2 separate regions of the Mus musculus genome follow, and region 1 is linked to region 2. A link is a contact called in public HiChIP or PLAC-seq data. All regions are on one chromosome and are shown on one strand. The core of a region is the stretch at or near the end of the contact, and the rest is flanking DNA. Distances in the headings are between cores, read along the strand shown.

Region 1 (4,598 bases), core at 791-3,290, 130 kb after region 2:
GAGTTCTACATCTTGTTCTGAAGGCAAAGTGAAGACTAGCTTCCAGGCAGCAAGCAGAAGGGTCTCAAACCCACCCTCACAGTGACACACCTACTCCAACAAGGCCACACCTCCTAATAGTGCCACTCCCTGGACCAAGCATATTCAAACCACTACAGATAGATGGGTAGATAGATAGATAGATAGATAGATAGATAGATAGATACATACATACATACATACATACATACATACATACATAATACACACACACATACATACACACATACACATACATGCATACATACATACATACATACACAGCTAGATGTATACATTCATACATGCATACATAGATGCATACATACATACATAATGCACACATATATACATGCATGCATATATAGATAAATACATATATATATCATGCATACATAGATAGATGCATACATAGATACATACATGCATACATACATAGATATGTACAAACATACATAGATACATACAATATACATACATGCATACATACATATGTACATACATACAAACATACATAGACAGAGGGTAGATGAATGGAGGGACAAATAGATGGATAGGTGGATAGAGAATTGAGTAGATGTATAAATGGATATAGATAATAGGTACAAAGATCGATATTTGATAGTTATGTATATAGAAGCAGGCATATAAATGATCTTTGAATAGGTAGTTGGTAGATAGTAGCCTATGTCCTCTGAGAAGCCATAAGGGGGTGTGTCTCTAGCATCAAGATGGAGTGCACAGCCGCGTGCCTTGGTTTCTTCTCCTAGTCTCCTGACAATGGACCATGAGTTGCCAACATGAGCCTCATTGCTGGAAACAATTCCATGTGTTCTCCGTGTGTGCTTGTCTGCAGGCACTCCAGAACTGAGCAAGCCTGTCTGAACACCTTTACAACTCTGCCAATACTTAGAGCCATGAAGTGTGGGCTTCCAACTCCTTGGATTGGCTGTCCCCTGAGCCTGCACCTATGCCAATCCTAGATAGCCCTCACTCTTTATACCATAGTACATTTTTGTTACCATTTCCATATGTGTTTCTCAGACAGCTAATGAGTCTCTTCTCATGCTCTCTTGTCTAGAGCTCACAACGTTCTGTCAAAGTTGTGAGTAGAACAGCTCCTCTCATTTTATGTTTTGTTTTGGGTTTTGTGGGCTTGTCTGCTTGTCTGTCTGTCTGTCTGTTTGTCAAGACAGGGTTTCTCCATGTAGCCTTGGCTGTCTATACACCAGGTTGGCCTTGAACTGCCTATGCCCCACCGAGTGCTAGGATTATATGCCACTACCGTCTAGCTAGTTTCTCTTTTCTTCTAGAACAGTTTGTATGATAGAATAATCCCTTGCCTCTCATTATCTTGTGCAGAATTCACCTGTACATCCATCTGAACCAGGTGCCTTTTTGAGGTGGGGTGAGGTGTAATTGCACGGAAAGTTACTCTCTGAGGACATTCGACTAGCTTTGGTACACCTATCAGAAACAACCGGAAGAGTTGATGCTTCCAGATTGGCAGAGAAAGAACAAAATTGGGTGGTCACAGAGCGTCAGGGTGCAGAAAGCCCACCAGGGTGTGATTTCAATACAGACATCAGTCACACACCACACGTAGTTCAGGTGACAAGGATTAGGAGAAACATGTGTTCTGCATGGCCACCTGCCTGGGGACTTTGGGTTTGGTTTTTGTTTTTCCTGACAGGGTATCACTATGTAGCCCTGGTTACCCAGGGCTGGCCTCAAACTCTGATATACAACTGCCTCTGCCTTCTGTGACTTGGGACTAAACGCATATACCACATGTTCTGTTTGTGAGCCTGCAGGTGCTTGGTGTTGGTGCATCAATGCTATCCTACACTGTGCCCAAGGTTTCCCTGGGCTTAGGCTGTGCTTCATATGTGAATGTTTCTGCGTGTCCACCAATACACACACCTACCACTCCCACCCACCAGGACCCGCCAGCACAGCTGTGCACAGCGCCCGCGCGCGTGCACACACGCGCAGAACTGTCTATTTATCATTTATATTATGTGAACGTCACACCACCTCGTGCCTGTGTGTCTGTGGTGACATTGGTGAGGACGGGGTCTGGGGTGTCTCTTGGGGGGTGTATCACCTATGTGGAGTGTCTCATTATGTGGATCTGTTTGTTAAACAAAACCGCGCATATGTGCACACATGTGTGCATCTGTGTGTGTGTGTGTGTGTGTGTGTGTGTGTGTGTGTGTGTGTGTGTGTGTAGGGCTGTTCCCACCCCGTCTGGCTCCACAGACACCCCACATTGCTTCTGCCTGTTGGCGTCTGTCCCCTGCACCCACGCAGCCTCCCCTGTTCCCCCCTCCCCAGTCTGTTTGCAAAGACACCGGCACAATGGGGCCTCGCGTGTGGACGTGCGCGCCTTCCTTTTATTTTGCCCACTGTTCTGTGACAGCAGCAGGCTCCCAGCTACCTCCTCTTCCACAGCGGCGCTCCTTTGGGGATATCAAGGGCAAGCCAGAGAAGGGTTACCTGGAGAAAAGGGTTGCTAGGCAACCAAACACCCACCACCCCGGAGCACCACCAACCCAAAACTCCGTTCCAGGCCTGCAACCAGATTAGCATATTAATGAGGCTGTAATTTCCCCCGAATTGTCTGCGCGGCGCACACTCACCTCACCGCACACTGGCCCAGGAGTTTGCTATGCAAATAAACCGGTTTTACAGACTGCGACTTAATTAATCCATCAAGTCCATCCACCTCACAGGAAAGACAGACGAACTACAGATTAATGAACCCGTGTTTGCCTACCCTTCTCCCCCTGCTACAGCAAGCTGCCTCTCGCCTTTTCCTCTCTACAGTCCATCTTTCTTCCTTTCTCTCCCCCGTGGGGGGACCACGGGCCCACCTGGAGTCCCCCCCTTCCTCCCTCCATCCCAGCCTTCCTTGCACCCCCAGCCTCATTCGCTGACCCCTGCCTAGAACCGGAAAGTCCCCGTGTCCAGCCTAGCCTCAGGGTTTTTCCAAAGCATCGGTCCCCTCTCTACCCCAGGCTGCCGGAGGAGCAGAGCCCTGGAAATGGAACGCTGTCTCTTTAACGAGAGGAGCGCGCAGGTTTTATTTTTGACTCATAGTTTAGCCTCGGCCCTGATATTCAATCAGCTGAATACAGAGTCGAGAAGAAGAGAGCGCGTTCTCCCCGCCTGCGTGTTAATTAGAAACGCCAGTCCTGGCTGCCGCCCACACTAATCAACTTTGTCCACATCTTGATGGAAGACACACACCCAGGAGGGATCCTGGGACTCTTGGGGGACCCAGTAAGCTGAGCACAGGATGCAGGAGACCCCTCTGGAGGAGGATGCTTTGAACATTGGACCCATTCTGCCTTCATCTCTTTTTCTGTCTTCCTGGTTCGCTTCTCCCTGAGGGCGGTGCCACTGCCTCCAGGAAGCCTTCTCAGATTGGCAGGGTTATAAATCTAAAGACATGCCCCACCTTAGAATATCTCCTCTCCACCACTGCCTCCCACACCCCCAGCAAACACACACAAGGAAAAAAGTTCACCACTGGCTTCTCCAGCCTTTCAGACAGGAGGGTCAGTGACTTCCTGTCCCCTCCCAGACTTCCCTGCCCCCTGTTCTAGCCCCACTACCCCTGTCTGGGTTTCTGTGCACATATCACACCTCCTCCACCCACCCATCCCCGTCCCCTCACCTCCATCACACATGCGCACGCATGCACACACGCATCACCTACTGTCTTATTTCCTTCCTGCCAGCTAGCTTCTCCTCTGCTTGAGAGCCAGGAAGAGCTCCCTGCGACCTGCACCAACCAACCTCCCACAGGTGTCTCTAGCAACCTATGTAGGCCTGTGGCTTTGACAGTGAATCTAAAACCGCCTCCAAATATTCTGCTTCCAGAGCCAGGGGTACCAGGCCCCCAGCTTTTGCCTCCTCTTAATTCTGACCACTTGGCCTGAAGCTTGGCCCAGCCTTGTCTTCTCCTGGATGGAGCTCCTTGATACAGCTCACCCTGAACTCCTTCTGCGGGACTCACCAAAGATGAGCCATCCCATCCTGTCCCTGTCCCGGTGGTCCTCAGATCTCCCTGTCTGTGGGCAAGGGACACCAGCAGACAGACCCCACAGTGCTGTGTGGCTATGAAGGCTCCAGCAGGGACTTCATCTTTTTCGTTTCCTCCGAGCAGGGGTCCCAACCTAGAAATACGTTAAGCAAATGCTCTTCCACTGTGCTTCCTCCCTAACCCAGGATCTGGATTTTGGTTTGGGTTTTTTGTTTGTTTGTTTTATTTTGTTTTGAATGGTTTGTTTTTATTTCATGTGCGTCAGCATTTTGCCTGCATGCGTGTCTGTGGGAGGGTGTCGGAGCCCCTGGAACTGGAGCTACAGGCAGGTGTGAGCTGCCCCATGGGAATTAAATCTAGGTTCTCTGGAAGAACAGCCAGTGCTCTTAACCACCAAGCTGTTTGGGGCTCTCTTAACTGTTTCTCTCAAAACCAAAGATGTTTTAGAGTTTTTTTTTTTTAATTTGAAGTTTAAAATAGCCAAAAACAAACAAACAAATCAATAAACAAAATCCCAGTAACTGAATGG
Region 2 (4,598 bases), core at 1,551-4,050:
TCCCCCTCCCAGCAGCCATTGGTTATAAGCTGCTCCTGGGACACAAACTCAGGGACAGTTCTGGGGTTAAGTGCATACCTGTGACTATTGGTGGTTCCATCAGAGGGGAGCAAGTGTTAGAGGCAGGGCACACTCAGCATTTCTAAGAACTGCCCACCCTTTGAACTTTGTCCAGTGAGGACAAAGCACTCACTATGTACTCACTAATGCTGTCTCAGCCCCAGCTTCTTGAGTTCATTGCTATTTACATGGTTGTGTCAATCAACAAACTGTTTAGTAACTTGGATCCTGTGTCCAGCCCTGACCTCTGAAAGAGACAGTGACCTGGTCTCTGCTTCTCTGTCCTTGGACCAGTAACTTTAGCTGAGGAGCAACAGAACATCCCCAGAGCAACAGACACATTCTGTAGATGCTATGCAGAAGCACAAAGAGTTGAAGTTGTTTTCCTGTGGACGCGCAGCTAGTAACAGATGCTTCCGAGATCTGAACCCAGAACCCGTGCCATTCCTCCCTGCATCAGCACCAACAGCCCTGGAGCGTCTCTCACATCTATGTGACAGCACTGTCTCATCCCAGAAGCATAGCTCTGCCCTAATCAAACCTATCTTCAGGTGAGAAAACCGAGGATCCATAGACCTGTGATCAGAGAAGACGTGGAAACCAGACGCAGAGGTTAGACACAAGGTCAGTTGCTGTCCTGGAAGCCCTCCTCAGCCACTGCCCCTCCATCAGCCCCCAAGAGAGCAGCAGGCAGAAGATAAAATAGAAGTGGTAGGTGCTGTGTCTTATTGAGAAGTACAATCTGGGGGGGGGGGGGGGCTTTGGCATAAACTCAAATCCACTCCCCCATCTCACAACCAGAAAGACTGAGGCACAAGCTTATGGGTCTTTCCCCAAGGGAGTGGCAGAGCTAGGATTCCAGCCCAGAACAGCAAGATCCTAGAGTGGAGTCCCATCAAGGTATCTGAGCTCAGTTGCCTCCTGTTGATGGGGAGGCTCTCTGCCTCGCAGACATGCCAGGCCAGGGCTGGCAGCTCCAGTTGTGGATGTTTGCTCCCAGGAGTTTCCAAAATCCAGATCCAGGCCACCCACCCCCACCCCACCCCCGCAGCTTGGACTTTTCAGAGCCTTGAGACTCCTGTCTGGACTTTCTGGACCAGACTATCCTCTGTTTAACATTGCTCCGCCACGGCAAGGACCTGGGCTGATCCCTTGCCTACCAGGCACAAAGGCAAAGACATAGACTGAGATCAGACTTCCCCATGAAAGACACATGCCCAGATGGAAAGAGTGTGCTTCCCCATGGCAGTGTGTTACTGCAGTCTGTAGCAGGGGAGGGGGCGACCTTAGAGTAGCTCCAGAGGTTCACAGCATGGGGACAGGACACAGAGGAGGGGGGAAGGAGGGGGGGTTGGGGAAGTTGTAGAACCTACCCCCACCCCCACCAGAGACTATTCTACAAAGAATCTGACATTCCGATTAAGTTCGTGTTCATAAATCACAACCAATCACTCCACTTTGCCCCCAGATGTCAGGGGCCCACGTTCCAGGGATTCACACAAGGAAACTGAGGCATGCCCAATAAGACCAGCTGAGTGAAGGTAGTTGAGATGCACCCCACCCCACAGGTCCATCTGGAGACCTGCACCCCGCTACCCAGATGGGGTGCAAGTAATAGGAGGTAGCCCCCTCTCAGGGGGCCCCACAGAGGTCCAGCATGGAGGAGGAGCATGGTACCGGTCGCCCTCTGCACGCCTGCTGTCCTGATGCGGCTCCCGGTTCAGGGCCAAGGCTTTGTGGAGTCTTATCTTTGCCCTCACTATTTTTTTCTTTCTGAGCATTGAAGTTCAAAATCCTCTCTCCGCCTCTCCGATGGGCGGTTTCCGTGTCACCGCCATATCGCTGTTTAACATGTGCTGCTAAGAACTGGGGACAGTGGCCGGTGCCTGCAGATTAGCTATTCCCACGGAGATGTGATTTATCGCGAAGATCCCCCACCCCCCCCAACCCCCCAGAACACATTCATCAGAAATTAAAGCTGGAGGAGGAGGGAGGGTGGCAGGGTAATGGGGAGGGAGGTGAAGAAGGGTGAGGAGGCAGGAAGGTGGGAGAGGGGCCAGGTGGTGTGGGAAGGAAAAAAGGGGGTGGGGAGACTTGGAATCTGGAGAAAGCAAGCGGGGTGGGGGCTGGTGAGGGGAAAGGGGAATGTAAGAGAAGGGGAATTAAGGAGGGGAGAGAGGCTGGGACGGGGCGGGGAAGGAAAAGAATGAAGGGGAAAGGAAAGGAGAAGAGAGGAAAAAGGGGGGGTGATACAGAAGGTAGAAAAGAGTCTGGAGATGAAAGACACTGGGAGAGGTCATCGGAGAGGGAGAGAGAAGGAGGCGGGGGGGGGGGTAGAAGCGGAAGAGAGAAAAATAAAACCGACAGAGCTTAAAAATAAAAAGCAAGGGGCACACAAGGCTGTGAATATGGGAACAGAGAGGAGAGACAGGAACCCACAAGTGTGGGGACCTCAATGCCCGCGTCTCCCAGGTGGCGACCCCTGCAGTGCGCCCATGCCAGACCCCAAACCCAAGTCCTGTCTCCTCCGAGGACTCTTCCAGGGGAGGGGGAGGCAGCCTGCGTCTCTGATTTGGTGTCTCCTTTGGGCAGGTTCATGCAGATACATGTATGCACTGCTCTAAACGGAAATATATCCATATAAATCTCTGGCTTCGTCCCGCAGGCCCTAGAGATGCGCGGGCCTGGATCAGAGGTGACAGCGATAAGCAGATTAGAGCGGGTTGGTTCATTTGTTGTAGGATGCTCCGGGAGGGGGGTTTTGTTCTCAGAAGACCAACCGGAAGGTTATCTAAATAGGCTACGTCTGAACTAACCCAGAGCCGCCCCCCCGCTGGGACATTAATGGTACAAAGAGCGAAAGACAGGAGGCGGACATGAGTTACAATGATTATTTGATTATCTTGGGCTTTAACAAACCCAGCCAGTTCGTCTGGGTGTGAAAAATTAACTGTTCTCACAGTGGCAAATTTCACAGCGTTCTGAGTTATCTCTCTCTCTCTTTTTCCAGAGAGGCGGAGGGCCGTGGGCGAGGGTGAGGGGTGATAAGGATGCCCCAGTTTCTCTCGGACGGGATCCCCACGGATGGGTTCCTCTGGATCGAGGAAATCACCCACACAATTTAGGGTCCCTTCAAAGAAGGTTCTGGATCAACAGTTTAAAATGTAAGCATAGACTGGCTTCCATGACGAGGGCCTGGCCTTCTGCAGCTGAAACAATTTTCTTTTTAAAGCAAGGCACGGTAGCCCGCAATTTGCAAGAAGCAGGAAGATTGCTGGGAGCTAGAGGCCAGCCTGGGCTCTAGACGGATAGGCAGTGACAAAATATTTGTGTGTGCTAGTTAGTGCCTAGGTGCCCGTGCTTGTTCCGGCACACACACGCCCGTGTTTGCGCATGTGCGTGGATGTCAGAGGTCAACCTTGAAGGTTGTTGCTCGGGCATCACCCCCTTTCCTTTTCGAGACAAAGTCTCTTGTTGAAACTGGGCTTGCTGATTCCTTAAGGCTGGCTGGCCCTTGAGCTCCTGAGATCCACAAGCCTCTGTTTCCGCCAGCGCTGGGATTGCAGGCATGTGCCACCACTCCTGCATGGGCTTGGGGTAAAGCTCGGGTTCTTATCTTGTTGAGCAGGCTGTTGATGAGCCTTCCCTGAGCCTCAACAAAAACTATATAGGTATCTAAAGAATTTGTCTTCTTTATTGGGAGGGGGGGGCGGGGCACATGGGTGCAGGTGCCTGCAGAATCCAGTAGAGGGCGTTGGAGTCTCGGGAGCTGGAGTTAACAAGGAGGTTGTGACCCACCAGTGTGGGAGCAGGGAACTGAACCCAGATCCCAACAAAAGAAGTTCTTTTAACCACTGAGCCATCTCTCTAGCCCAACCCCCCAAAATATCAGTTCCTTTGCTTATGGCCCGGGGTCATTTCTACTTAGACCTGCACCAGCCATTAGGGTAGCCCTCTGCCTCACTGGGCTGCACTGTGCTGGTCCCTCGCTCTATATTGATGGGCTTCGAACACGCCATGCCTAGTGCATCTCAAAGACTTAAAAGGGTAAAAGGCTACACTAGATTATGGTTTTTCTAGCTCCGTGACAGAGGTGAACGGGAATATATTGGTTATTCAGAGGTAAAGAATGCTATTAACTTGAGAGGTTTAGTGAAGGCTCGGTCAGTAAAGTGCTAGGACCTGGGTTTAATTTCCAGAACATATTTTTTTAAATAAATAAATAAATAAATAAATAAATAAATAAATAAATAAGCCAGGCATGGTGTCCTGAACCTATAATCCCAGCTCTGGGGAGGCAGACCCAGAGGCGGACCCTGACAGCTCAATTGGCCAGATTATACAAAAGTCACTATCTCAAAAATATCAAAGGTAGATAGTTCCTGATTGTTCCTAGATGCACATGTACACACACAAAGTTAATTTCATCTGTGTGAACTCTCTCTGTAGAACCAGGCTGGCCTTGAAGGCACAGAGATCCATTTGCCTCTGCCCTCCAAGTGCTGGGATAAAAGGTGTGAGCCACCACCGCCAAGCTC

The links. HiChIP or PLAC-seq counts read pairs in DNA pulled down with a chosen protein or histone mark.
Region 1: a contact with region 2 is called in an H3K4me3 HiChIP or PLAC-seq map of neural tube, with 4 times the contacts expected there. The contact joins two enhancer-like sites. A contact is called at or near these places in 9 of 39 promoter capture datasets (the HPC-7 cell line, embryonic stem cells, hippocampal neurons and 3 more), 1 of 15 datasets of contacts at CTCF or cohesin (stem cell-derived epiblast-like cells), 10 of 484 Hi-C or Micro-C datasets (cumulus cells, embryonic stem cells and spermatogonia), 7 of 115 datasets of contacts at active chromatin or transcription factors (embryonic basal ganglia, embryonic forebrain, embryonic hindbrain and 4 more) and 1 of 9 other capture datasets (embryonic stem cells).

What each region holds. Positions count from the first base shown.
Region 1 is chr5:120,407,106-120,411,703 of GRCm38.p6, forward strand. No RefSeq gene overlaps it. Among named protein-coding and RNA genes, the nearest start is that of Gm31976, 22 kb to the right of the region's middle. Within about 2 kb of position 2,041, at least 44 of the 459 cell types and tissues checked have an H3K27ac peak or open chromatin away from gene starts, as enhancers often do.
Region 2 is chr5:120,278,576-120,283,173 of GRCm38.p6, forward strand. No RefSeq gene overlaps it. Among named protein-coding and RNA genes, the nearest start is that of Gm31836, 46 kb to the left of the region's middle. Within about 2 kb of position 2,801, at least 6 of the 459 cell types and tissues checked have an H3K27ac peak or open chromatin away from gene starts, as enhancers often do.